2 separate regions of the Sus scrofa genome follow, and region 2 is linked to region 1. The links are chromatin contacts, called in public HiChIP or PLAC-seq maps. All regions are on one chromosome and are shown on one strand. Each heading gives the region's core, a stretch centred on a gene start, on an enhancer-like site or on the middle of the called end of the contact. The rest is flanking DNA. Distances are from core to core; before and after follow the strand shown. Region 1 has its middle 46 kb from the start of EN1. Region 2 overlaps MARCO (macrophage receptor with collagenous structure).

The links. HiChIP or PLAC-seq counts read pairs in DNA pulled down with a chosen protein or histone mark.
Region 2: an H3K27ac HiChIP or PLAC-seq map of alveolar macrophages shows a contact between it and region 1. The contact joins two enhancer-like sites. A contact is called at or near these places in 1 of 5 promoter capture datasets (liver), 9 of 47 Hi-C or Micro-C datasets (embryonic fibroblasts, epiblast stem cells, fetal liver and 3 more) and 1 of 2 datasets of contacts at active chromatin or transcription factors (alveolar macrophages).

The regions. Positions count from the first base shown.
Region 1 is chr15:24,451,144-24,457,752 of Sscrofa11.1, reverse strand. No RefSeq gene overlaps it. Among named protein-coding and RNA genes, the nearest start is that of EN1, 46 kb to the right of the region's middle. Within about 2 kb of position 3,127, at least 11 of the 83 cell types and tissues checked have an H3K27ac peak or open chromatin away from gene starts, as enhancers often do. A contact at or near this core is called in alveolar macrophages, where this site is marked.
Region 2 is chr15:24,531,109-24,537,717 of Sscrofa11.1, reverse strand. It overlaps MARCO (macrophage receptor with collagenous structure), which reads right to left. Exons shown (of 13, transcript NM_001256366.1): 9 at 721-765. Among named protein-coding and RNA genes, the nearest start is that of MARCO, 31 kb to the right of the region's middle. Within about 2 kb of position 4,312, at least 1 of the 83 cell types and tissues checked has an H3K27ac peak or open chromatin away from gene starts, as enhancers often do. A contact at or near this core is called in alveolar macrophages, where this site is marked.

The DNA.
Region 1 (6,609 bases), core at 1,878-4,377:
CCTAGGAATAAACTTAACCAAGGAGATGAAAGATCTATACATGAAACTATAAAATATTAATCAAAGAAACTGAAGGCACAAATAAAGGGAAAGACATTCTGTGTTCATGGATTGGAAGACTTAATATTGTTAAGATGCTACTACCCAAAGCAATTTACAGAATCAATGCAATCCTTAAAAAAATCCTAATGGCTTTTTTTTTTTTTTTTGTAGAAATAGAAAAATCCATCCCAAAATGCATCTGGAGTCTCAAGAGACCTCAAATAGCTAAAACAATCTTAAAAAAGAAGAACAAAGTTAGAGGTCTCATACTTCCTAATTTCAAAACTCACTACAAAGCTATAATAATCAAAATAGTGTTGTACCACCATATAGACAGTGGAATAGATGAGAAAGTCCAGAAATAAACCCTAAGATACATGGTCAAATGATTTTCGACAGGTACCATGACCATTCAATGGGGAAGGGAGAGTCCTTTTAACAACTGGTGCTGGGAAAACTGGATATCCACATGCAGAAGAAAGAAGCAACCCACATCTTATACCATATATAAGAATTAACTCCAAACAGATCAAAGACCTAAATTAGAGCTAAAACTACAAACTCTGAGGAAAAAAATAAAAGAAATCTTCATGACACCAAAAACACAGGCAACAAAAGTAAAAATAAATTGGACTACATCAAAATTAAAAACTTCTGTGCATCAAGGGACACAATCAGTAGAGTGAAAAGGCAACCTATGAAATGGGAGAAAATGTCTGCAAATGATATATCTGGAAAGGGGTTACTATCCAGAACACATAAAGAAGAGTAACAAAAATAAACTGATTTAAAAATGGGAGAAGAACTTATATATAGACACTTCTCCAAAGAAGATATACAAATAACTGATGAGCACGTGAAAAGATGTTTGCCATAACCAACCCTTAGGAAAATGTAAATGAAAACCACAACAAGATACCACCTCACACACATTAGAATGGCTACCATCAGTTCTATTACTATGATTTTAAGAAACATGTTTGAGTAGATCAGGATTTCTCAGCCTTGGAACTGACATTTTGATTCAGACAATTCTTTGTTATAGGGGGTTGTCCTGTGCCTTTAAGGATGTTTAGCAGGATCCTGGGCCTCTGCCCACTAAATGCCAGTAGTGTCCCCTCCCTAGTTATGACAATCAAAAATGTATCAGACATTGTTATATGTCCCTTAGGAAACCATGTTGCCCCCAGCTGAGAACTACTAGATTCAATCACACAAATCAATGAAGAGCCTGATTTCTCCATAAAGCTGGTGAGAGATTTGACCTCAGTGAAAGCATGCTTAAAAATGTTGGTTTAAGGAAATGCATTTTGTACTTACCAACAGCAAGAAGTAAAGTTTATCATTGGAATTCCCTTGCCCTCCTTTTCAGGATCCTCCTGTATTTTTCTTCTACAAATGATCACCACCCCCTACTCCCAATCCTAGGAATACAGTAGCTACTTTTCCTACTGCCATTCGAGCATAATTTCAAGAAATGAAATGGTAGGGAAGTTAAAAGATAGTATAGGAGGAGTTCCCATCATGGTGCAGCAGAAGTGAATGTGACTAGGAACCATGAGGTTGCAGGTTTGACCCCTGGCCTCGCTCAGTGGGTTAAGGATCCAGCATTGCTGTGAGCTGTAGTGGAGGTCACAGACTCAGCTCGGATCTGGTGTCACTGTGGCTGTGGCATAGGCTGGCAGCAGTAGCTACGATTTGACCCCTAGCCTGGGAACCTCCATATGCCTCAGGTTTGGCCCTAAAAAAAAGCAAAATAAAATAAAATAAAATATGTCACAGGAGCAATATGATGCAAGAAACTGAACTGGGACCAAACATGGGTTCTGGTCCTGGCTTTGTCACAACCAATCCTGTAGACCTGAGCAAGACAATGATCATAGCCTGGGCCTTTATCATCTCTGCAAAGGTGAGTATTGAATCAGAGATCTTTCTGCACTCACTCTCACTAATGCGTAAATGACTAACACAGAAAGCTTGTTGATTGATTATTTGTTGCAACAAGGTGAAACAAGGCAAAGTTGCAACAAAGTCATCATACCTTTGTTGGAAATAATGCTTTCACTAGGCAAAGAAACACCTAGCCTTGAACGCTGGATTTAGCATTGATGTAAGAAGCATAAAAAATTCTGGGACATACACTCAGCATGGAACGTAAGAATCTCATACCTGGAAGCTATGTTAGAGAACATCTTGTCTTACCCTCTCATTTTACAAAAGGATATCCTGAGACCTAGGAAGAGGAGGTGACTTGTCTATCTCTTACTACAGAGTAGCATAATCAGCATGGTGTTTTAAATCCAGGGGACTTGAAAGCATAAGGAGAATTTCTTTCTGGAGACTCTATACCATATTCAGTTCTATGTACTTTCAGGGTCACTTATCTGAAACTATTTAGCACAGTCATTCATGTCTCCTACCCTTGGTGGAGTGAAATAATTTATTTCTTGATGTATTTCTACAAACAAGTCCATTGATAATCAGGACAAACACACAAAGAATATCAAGAGCAGACATATATTGAAAGACAAAAAAAATCTTCACTGGCCAAGATAAGAGACCCAAACTACACAAGATACTAAATAGAGGAAGTTAAGTAAAGAACTATTAACAGGGAGCAGTTCCCTTCATGGCTCAGTGGTTAAGGAACCCAACTAGGATCCATGAGTATGTGGGTTCAATCCCTGGCTTCGCCCAGTGGGTCAGGATCTGGCATTGCCATGAGCAGTGGTGTAGGTGTAGGTGTATGTCCCAGACTCAACTCAGATCTCAGTTGCTGCCCTGATCTGACCCATAGCCTGGAAACTTCCATATGCCACTGGTGTAGCCTTAAACAAACAAACAAAAAACTATTAACAGGAGTACCAAGTCATTGGCTACTAAGGGTGAGGAGAACTAAAGAATTGGGAATGGTAGATATGGACAAGGAGCAGGCACTGCCCTGGGTGGAGGCAGAGAACCTGAAAAACTAATTTGAGAGCCCTCTCACAACACACAAGGCTGACTCAGATCTTGTGGGAAAGGGTGGGGCTTGGCTGACGTGACACAGCTGGAGACACTGAAGGAGGAAACTGTCCCCTGGAGTGACAATAAAGCTTTCCAGGAAGCTGGCTGAAAGGAAAGTGGTTGAACTTTCTGGAAAACCGGTTGAGGTACTGGGGGGACATGCCAGCTTCCAGGAAGCCACTCCCATGGGGTGCTCTTGAACTCACTGGAAACCAGATGAGTTCCTGCAGAACTCATCAGAAAGCCATACACACCGGTGGAGGAGACTGGATGGGCATCCCTCCCACCACGCTGGAGCCTGAAGAAAGCACAGCACCAGCGACCAGGATGGACCGCCCCTTGCTCCTGCGGTGTGTCTCTAGCACCCTCTACTGGCGAAGCTCAGCATGGCGCCAGCTGGAAAAAAGTTTGCAAGATGCAGTTCCAGCGTCAGAGTCAGGCAAAGAAGGATGGATTGGGAGACGCAAGGCAACAACCTGACAAGCTACAATTTCACGATTATGATCATAGAGGTGGTTGTTATACACACACACAAGTATCAAAATAACAGTACACACAGGACTGCTGAGGTAATAATTATCAAGCACTCCTTTCCTGTAGTTCCCAGTCTCTTCTGGGTGCACAGAATCTCTACCTGCCGGCACTCATCGAGAAGGCACACACTCCCCCAGCATCTGAACTTTCCAGTTTTCTCACACACTTCCCTCAACTCTCCCATTGGGGCTGCACTGAATGATGGCACAAAAGTCACAAAAGCTTAAAAAAAAAAAAAAAAAGTCCTGCTTGTGTCTCTGAAGCTTAGAAAGGAAAAGTACAGTGACCTAATGTGGGGTTTGTATCTCTGGTCCCAGCTACTATCCATTTGGTGCCCCTTATCACTCTCCAGAGTGTCCTGCTTTGGGCAATAAATTACATGGTCCCCAAACATAGCCAGAAGTCAGTCTACTCCCTGAATTACAGATGAGTAACTCTCCCACATTGATGATGAACAAGAGACCCCTCAGGGTGGTGGAGGGTGGTGGAGATGACTGGACTTAGGTCTACTGTGTGACTCTGGCCTTCTCTAAAGGCCCCTAGGTGGAGGTGTCGGGATGGTAAAGGAGATAATGTGTGTAGGGCGTCAGGCATGCGTTGAGGCAGCCCCATCACTAGCTCCTCAGTCTGCCCACCTCCCTATTTCCTATCACATGTTCTTTGTCTTTCAGGATGCATTTTTGGAGCACAATAACCCTTCAGAATAAACACTGCTAACAGGGAGATTGAAGGATATGGATCTCAGTTTGCTTGAGAAAGAGGATCAGTGCTGGAAGTGTCACAAACTTGATAAGCAAGAAGTGGATACTGGATCTTTTCTATAGTTCATGCCTCTTTCCTCTCAAATTCCCCCTTCCTGAAGGCTACCAGGTGCTTAGAGAAGTGGAAAAAAGGCACCCCTCTGGGAAAACCAGTCGACCAGATGTGAGAGCATTCCAAGATCGCCATCTGGTGGCCACACTGTAGAACACATGCCTTGGCAAATTTGATGACAGAACAGGTGGGCAGCTACCCTGTAGCCTCTCATGAGAGAAGCCCTGGCTGGGACCCCTCTGACAGGACACCTGGTGATGCTACTGTCAGAAGCACTTGTCTGGGGACACATCCATTAAGCCACATCTTGACACTCATTCAGAGACCTCTGCCAGGCTTGCTGCCCTGGATCCAGGATAGGTTACTCCAGGGTTTCTCAACCTCGGTACTTTTGAAATTTGGAGCCAGATAATTTTCTGTCATGGGAGACTTTCCTACACACCATAAGAAGTTTAACAGAATCCCTGGCCTCTACCCACTAGAAGCCAGATGCAACCCTTCATATTTCCTGGATAAGACAACCAAAAATGTCTCCATGGTATTGCCAAATGTCCTCTGGGGAGCAAGAGTGGATCTGCTTCTGGGCTATTCAACCAGCGAGCTGTTAACTTAAACATTCCAGTTCTTAACAAAGTGGTGAGGAGGGCAGGGACTCTGCTCAAGTCAAATCAGCAGCAGGCCCCGGGATCCACAGTGTGTGGGGTCTAGGAAGCAGGGATAAACCAGCCCCCCATCTCAGCACTCCAGAACAGCCCTCCAACAAGCTTCACCCATTGGGTCCCCATACACGTGCAGGGGTATTTTTAGGCTGACCTCTTTTAAGTCTTAGAGTATATTCTTTCTACAGTTAAGCTCAATGGAAAACAAAAACTGCTCTAGTGAGGTCTAGGGGATTTCATCTCAGAATCCTCAGACTCAGGAGGGTCTGTAATCATAAAAACAGCTACTGGTTTTTCCCAGCATGAAATAAGAACCAAGCCCAATCCTCAGTATTTTCCTGCCTTTGTTCCTTGCTCAGCTGTGTGAGGTGGGTGTCATTTGACAGGTGAGAAGTGGGGTCACAGTTAGGTCAAGTAACTTGTCTAGGTCTTGGAGCTTGTACTTGGTGGACTGAATTTTGAACTTGGGTTCCACCCAGCCTTCTGCCAGCCCCTGATGTCCTCAGTGAGCTTATTTCTCAGGTGTGTTTAGGCCTTGTCATCGCTAGCTTGTGGTGTTGGCATCAATGAAGTTCTCCTTTCCTTTTGACTGGGGTATGCTAATTTCATCTCCTTGAACAAGCTGGAAACCCCTCAAGGAAAAGGACCAAGTCTTTTGTTTCCCTTCTCTTCTTTCAGAGTCAGCACAATGCTTGGCACCATCTCAAAATCACCTATAATAGGTTCACCAAGCCCCCAAAACCCTGTAGACCTAGCTGGCCCCTCTTTCCTTAGGTAACCATACCTAATGAAGAGATCCATTTCATCTTCACCTACATCTCCCTCCAGTGGCAATCTAATTAGGTTCTTTCTACAATTAACTATCCGCAATTAAAGAGGAACAAAGCCCATGTGTCATTCTTAAACTTCATCCATTAAACAACAATGTCCAATTTTGAAATCCCTCTTCAGACAAGGATAAAAATTCTCCAGATATGCTAACCTAAATTTAATTATGCAGGGAGAACAGAGGTTTAACTTCATTCTTCCTGGAACTGCTGTAATTAAAACTCAATTAGGGGTCGCTCTGGCCAACATCATTATTCGAGTGTCACCCTGTTGAAGGGACAAAGAGCTCAGGAACACTCACATGGTTGCTGGCCTGAAGCCTTTGCAATGAGTCTGGTTGTTTGGCTCATCCTCCGTCTTTCAGCAGCCTTCTAAAAGCACTATTAGCTCAATTGCTTTCTCTTCACTTAGAACTTTCTAAAATGGTTCTAGCCAAGTATCCAGATCAATGGAGGTAATGGCCATTTAGACGTCTTATCTTAATCTGTCAAATGCTTATGATGGGCCCAGTACTTCACATACAGTATCTTATTTTTGTTTTGTTTTGTTATTGCTTTTTAGGGCCACACCTGCGGCATATGGAGGTTCCCAGGCTAAGGGTAGAATTGGAGCTATAGCCACCAGCCTACGCCAGAGCCATAACAATACCAGATCTGAGCCATGTCTGTGACCTACACCACAGCTCACAGCAATGCCAGATCCTTAACCCACTGAGCAAGACCAGGGA
Region 2 (6,609 bases), core at 3,063-5,562, 79 kb before region 1:
GAACCATGAGGTTGCCGGTTCGGTCCCTGCCCTTGCTCAGTGGGTTAACGATCCGGCGTTGCCGTGAGCTGTAGTGTAGGTTGCAGACATGGCTCAGATCCTGCGTTGCTGTGGCTCTAGCTTAGGCCGGCGGCTACAGCTCCGATTCGACCCCTAGCATGGGAACCTCCATATGCCGCAGGAGCGGCCCAAGAAATAGCTAAAAAAGACAAAAAAAAAAAAAAAGAAATGCCACCGGTAGAGCACAGTAACCAACCACAGGTAAGGGCGGGGCCATGGGGGATGGTAATGATATTCTGTGAGAGGCAGCAGGAGGGGTGGGGGTAGGGCTTAAGGACCAAAGGGAGGATGGAGAGGGATGGAAGCAGATGTGCACAGGAAGATGGAGGCCAGGCAACCAACTGGGAACTAGAGATGAAGGTGGCCCAGCTCCCAGGGCCGCTGTGCAGCCTGACACCACCACCAGGGGGCAGCTCTCCCATCCTTCTTTACCCTTCACACTCTCAGCCCCTGCCCCTCTCTCTACCCCCTCCCCATCGGAAGAAGAAGAATCTGAGGCTGGAGGGACCCAGCCCTGGAGTCTCAGCCTCAGACCAGCTTGGTCCAGGCCACTCTGGAGGAAGGTTACTGCTGTGATTTCAGGGTCCATAAGACTTGACCTTGGAGCACAAGCCTTTCCAGTGATCATTCCGAGAAATTAAAATGAGGCTGGCCCTTTACCTGGAAATCCTGATTCTCCTTTTGTTCCTTTCTGTCCTTGAAGTCCTAAGATCAAAATACAAAAAAGAGGAGAAGATAATAAAACTTAGATATTAGACACTTTTAATCTTAGACAACCTCTACCTTTTGTCTGATTAATGCAGTAGGAAAGGTACATTGGTTCTCCACGATTGTTTAAAGCCTCTTTAGCGGAGCATAAAAGGAGACAGGCTGCAGATAAATGGGGACGCGTGTTGGGGTGAAATTGAAATGTATTGGATCAAAATCTGGATTATACAGACAGGCAGACAGACCCCAGACAACCTGACTTGGTGTCTAAATTCAATCCCATTCCTTTCTGTTGCATTTTATTGGAAAACAATTGAGTAATACTTTGATAATAATTTTTATTTCTAAAAGACTGTGGAGGGGAGTCAGTGGCCACCAGGAGCTTTGGAGGTGTTCATCCACCATAGACACTCTGTAGCATTTATTGGTGGATTTCATTATGGCCCCCAAGTGTAGCTAAAGAGTCATGTGGATAAAGGGTTTTACGGCCGGAAAATGGAAAAATCATCACTGCCATTATTGGTGATGGTCCTATTTGCAGTTCTTTTTACCATTTTTTTAGGGCTGCATCCGAGGCATACGGAAGTTCCCAGGCTAGGGGTTGAATCTGAGCTGCAGCTGCCAGCCTACACCACAGCCAGTGATGAGGGAGCTGAGCCATGTCTGAGACCTACACCACAGCTCACGGCAATGCTGGATCTTTAACCCACTGAGTGGGGAACAGGGATGGAACCCGGACCTCACGTACACTACTCAGGTTCATTACTGCCGCCATAGCGGGAACTCCACCTATTTGCAGTTCTAATGTGAGAGTTCCTTCCTTCCTTCCCTTCTCCCCGCTTCCTTCCTTCCTCCCATTCATCTCTTTATCACTAATTTACATGGAAGGGCCACTGTTCCTGGCACCATGCTGGGTCACTGTGGGACAACAATTTCTTGGTTTACAACATCATGGTCTCTCAATTTGAAGTGCCAATATTGATTTTATCTCAGAGAAACAGGACTCTCCAAGACAGTTGCAAAGACTCAGGGAAATGAAAGCTCATTATTGACTGAGAAGTAACAATTACTAGAAGGTATCAATGGGAATGCACTTCCACCATGTGCTTCACTGTTGTCCCTCTCATGGCGCCAGCCCAGGTTTAACCAAAGATGCATTGGTTTGATGATCACCAGAAACCACAAGGAGCTTAGTTACCCTCACTGACAGTTGCCTGGGAGAAGTTCCTGCCTCCAACTTCAATTCTTGACTTTGCTGAGCACTTACTATGTGCTCAGTGGAGGGCAGGCCCCTTCAGGATCCCTTCTTGGAATAATGAGCAAGGGAAATCCTGCTCCCAGCAGCTTTTGACATGGCTCATCAGAGGCTGGGTGCTGCCTGGGGAGGAGGGTCAGAGGGCCAACAGCTAGGAAGCACTACTGCAGGCCTGGGCCGAGAGGTAGGAACACCTGGATCTGAGAGGGCAACTAGTTCTGCCCCTCATTGTGGGGTGAGGACCAGATTGAGGCTCAGAGAGCTTCCTCCAAAAGCTGGAGGGACCTTTGAGTTGGGCGCAAGCCAGGCAGGCCCCAGCTCATCCTGGGAAATCTGTGTCCACCCTGGACCCTCTCTTTGGAAAGCCTGACCGCTTTGGTCCCCAGGAGAACTTCAGCAAGCCTGTGAAACCTGCTAAGCAGCCTTCTCTGGCCTCACCCATGGATAATGCACTTCCTCCCAAGGCAGCACAGTGGCCAGTCAGACAGTCTGGGCTTGTGTCTGCCTCTGTGACCTTGAGCCATGTTCCCTCTCCCTGAGTCTCCTGGCTGCCTGCAGGAGTGGTTGTGAGACTGAAATGAAGTCTGTGTCAAGCACTGATCCTCACGTCTGGCCAGTGGTGCCCCAAGCACCCCAGGGGCTCTGTTGCACGTGTCTGTCTCTCCTCCAGCGGGGATTGTCTGGGGTTCTGGGGCTGAAGCCCCTGCGTGAGCTCCAGCCTTGCTGCTGAGCAGGCCCACCCCAATGTTTGCTGTTGACTTTAGGTGGCCCAGCAGAGGTGGCTGATGTATCCTTTCTGCTCACCTGCATCTGAACTGCAGGTTACAAGCTTAGGGAGTCCTAAGTTTGTTTGTTTGTTTGTTTCTTTCTTTCTTTCTTTCTTTTTGTCTTTTTTGTCTTTAGGGCCACACCCGTGGCATATAGAGGCTCCCAAGGTAGGGGTCCAATCGGAACTGTAGCCACTGGCCTATGCTAGAGCCATAGCAACGCGGGATCCAAGCCACATCTGCAACCTACACCACAGCTCACAGCAATGCTGGATCCTCAAGCCACTGAGAGAGGCCAGGGATAGAACCCGCGTGCTCATGGATGCTAGTCGGGTTTGCTAACCACTGAGCCATGACAGCAACTCCAGAGTCCTAAGCTCCTCAGCCACATTCAAAAACACGTCTTTGGTTGTTAAATAGAAAAATGGTCCATATCTAGACCCCTGGCCCTCTCCTTCGTATCCTAAAGGGTGCCATATTGCACAAATCTCTAAGTGCCCTGTCCCTAGAAGCAAGGTGCAGGGATACCTGGCACAGTGGTCTCCCCATATTGCCTCCCTCCTCCACCCCTGCCAAAGAAGTGCTCCTCTCTAAAGCACTGAACGACAAATGCCCTATACAGACAGGAGCCCTAGAGAAGTCCCTGTTCACCAGGTCCATGGTCCCCTTGGCCTGACCCTCCCCCACTTTATTTCTCACACCCTCCCTCCAGCCCCTCACCTCTGGGGACTTGGCATCTGCTGCAGCCTGCACTATGCAGGCACTGTAAGCTACCCTTCAAGGTCCTGTCATTTCCTTCTTTACAGAGGAGAAAGTCCACACTCAGAGACTCCAGGTGATTTGTCCCAGGTAACACAGGGAGAGAATGGTGTGGTTGGGGTTGGGACCCAGGGTTGTCCTCCTACTGGGCACCTCGGCTGCCAGTGTTCCTCCAGCTATGCCATCTCCCTCCTTCCTGGAATTTCACTTGGATTGTCTGCCTGGTTCCAAAGCCTCTCAGTGGCCTTGGGCCACCCCTGACTCCACAATGAGTAGTCAAACTAGAGTGAGCCCCAGAATCACCTGCACAGGGTTTGTTAGAAAATAGCTTGCTAAGCCACTCCCCCCACCCTCCACCAGAGTTGCTGATTCACTGCATCTAGGTTGGGGCTCCGAGACACTGCAGTTTTTTTGTTTTGGTTTCTTTTAAGGCTGTGCCCATGGCATGTGGAAGTCCCCAGGCTAAGGGTTGAATCAGAGCTGCAGCTGCTGGTCTACAACACACCCACAATAATGCAAGATCTGAGCCTTGTCCTCGACCTACATTGCATCTCATGGCAACAACAGATCCTAACCACTGAGAAATGCCAGGGATTGAACCTGCATCCTCATGGATACTGGCTGGCTTCATTATTCACTGAGCCACAAAGGGAACTCTAGCACAGCACTTTTAACAAGTTTCCAGGCATTGCTGGTGCTGCTGGCCCAGGAACCATGGTTTGAGTAACCACTTCCCTATAGATATCTCACTCAATCTTCAGGAACCAGTTAATTCACAGCCTGCCTCCTCCAAGGAGTCTTCCTGACTCTGAGGAACTCACAGCCCTGCCCCATTCTGAGCGCTCCCTCTCTGCCTTGGCCGTTGAGAAAACGCCCTGTGAGATGCATATAATGGATGTTGGTTTTCTCCTCAAACACCACCGGCCCACCCTGATTGGATCAGGGAGAAGGAGACATGGCTGAAAGCTAGGGTCCAGAGGTGCATGTTGTAAATGTACAGTGGGAGGGAACAAATGTCCTGGTCCTCTTAACCACAAGCAAATTGGGAGTCCCTGAGTATCACAGAGCATCAAGCCGAAAGGGCCCAAAGTGTTTACTGGCAAGGTGCTTATTTAGAGAAATGATTTTCTTCCAAGAAAAGAGTTTAGTTAGAAAGCACAGGCCTTCCTATTGTTTTATGTTCGGCCGATGTTCTAAAATCGTAGAACATCCCTGCTTGGAAAGAAAATTGCCTGTTTCCAAACCAGCGTGCTGGAAAATTGGCCAAATTCTAGACCTCTCCTTACACTCCACAGAGGAGGAAACTGAGGCCCTGGGATGATGTCCCTACCCACTGTCACCTAGCTAGCTGGCAAGTCCAAGGTGATGGGCAGGTCTCCTCTGATGGAAACTTCCTTAGTACCATCCTGACTTACAGGCTAAGTACAGCTGGCCAATTTAGGATTAATTTAATAGCTTACAAATTGTGCTGTGTGGCAAGAAGGAAGATAGGAGGTAGGGCACCCAAAATTGGGACACACGTAGATTTCTGCAGATGTCTCTAAGAAATTTTGAGGAAAATGAGGAAAAGTCTAAGTGACAAGTAATATGAGTTCATTATGAGTTAGGTAGCATATAATAAAGTCTTGGACTAACTTGATACTTAGGGAATTCATGGTATAGGGCTTAATTTCTATTATGGATTATTCTTTGCTGCTTATCTTTAAAGTTAAAAAAAAAAAACTTAAAATACAGAGGAGAAACGTGATTTCAGGTTATTTCCCCTTTGGCTTTGCCTCAAGAGAAAAATAAAAGGACATAGACAATTCAGATCCTTGTTCTATTTTAGACATGAAGTCTGTTGAGATGTAGAATTTCTGATCTGATCGGTATTTGGGAGCTTAACTGTTTTGGCTGCCTCTCACATCATTTCAGGAAGATGGGAAAGGTAGAAAAAGAAAAATGCCATGATTACAAGTTGAATTGAGCCCTTCCTCATTTCCAAACAAACTTTCCAAAATGGCTAAGGGATTTAGAGCTAAAACTGGTTTTGTTGTGTTTCTGTGGAGTTTTTTTTTTTTTTTTTCAGTTTTCTCCCAAAAATTAAATGATTTATTTTGCAGTCATTTGAAAGATCAAAGGTTAGAAAAAACTAAGTTTTGGAGGGTTTATGAAACCTTATTTTCTTCTTTCCTTCCTTCTTTTTTTTTTTTTTTTCTTTTTGTCTATTTAGTCCCCCTCCTGCAGCATATGGATGTTCCCAGGCTGGTGGTCAAATCAGAGCTGAAGTTGCCAGTCCACGCCACAGCCACGGCTGCCAGATCTGAGCTGTGTCTGTGACCTACACTACAGCTCACAGTAACGCCAGATCCTTAACACACTGAGCGAGTCCAGGGATTGAACCCGCATCCTTGTGGATACTAGGCAGGTTCATTACCTCTGAGCCACAATGGGAACTCCCAAAACCTTATTTTCTGAATGATGCAGGAAACTACCATTAGAGAAAGTTCTTCTGGGTGTTAATGATCTCCTTCAATAAACTGTGCAGTCTGACTTCCCAGCCGAATGGAAGGAGTCTCCTCCTCACCGTCTTTAGTCTGAGAAGGCTCCTTTTTCTCATGGGTTGTGAACAAGGGGAAACATTCCACCAGAATGGGTTGGAGTGCAGTTAGTGAGACTCCACGACAGCAGGAAGATTTGCCAGCTAAGCCAGGATTTACTCATCTACCAGAGGTGTAAGAGGTTCGAGCGATTCTGATTTCTTTGAATCCTACACTCTATGTTATTCTATGCAACAAAATTTAGAAAAGCACAATTTTGGGCTTAGACTTTGGGATTAACTTCTGAATTCAGTGTATATTAACTGCGAAAGCCTGAGGAAAGCTCTTACCCTCTGGGAGCCTTTGCTTCCTGAGCTGTCAGGTAGGGATGATGAAACTCAGTTGTGTGGGGAGAGGACCTAAGATCATGGGAGTAAAGCTCCAAGCGCAGTGCTGGCTTAGAGGCATTGTTAATAATAAACAGACCTCTTATGTTTGGTAATGAATGCACAATAATGAGATCTAGCTGTTACCTAGGTCA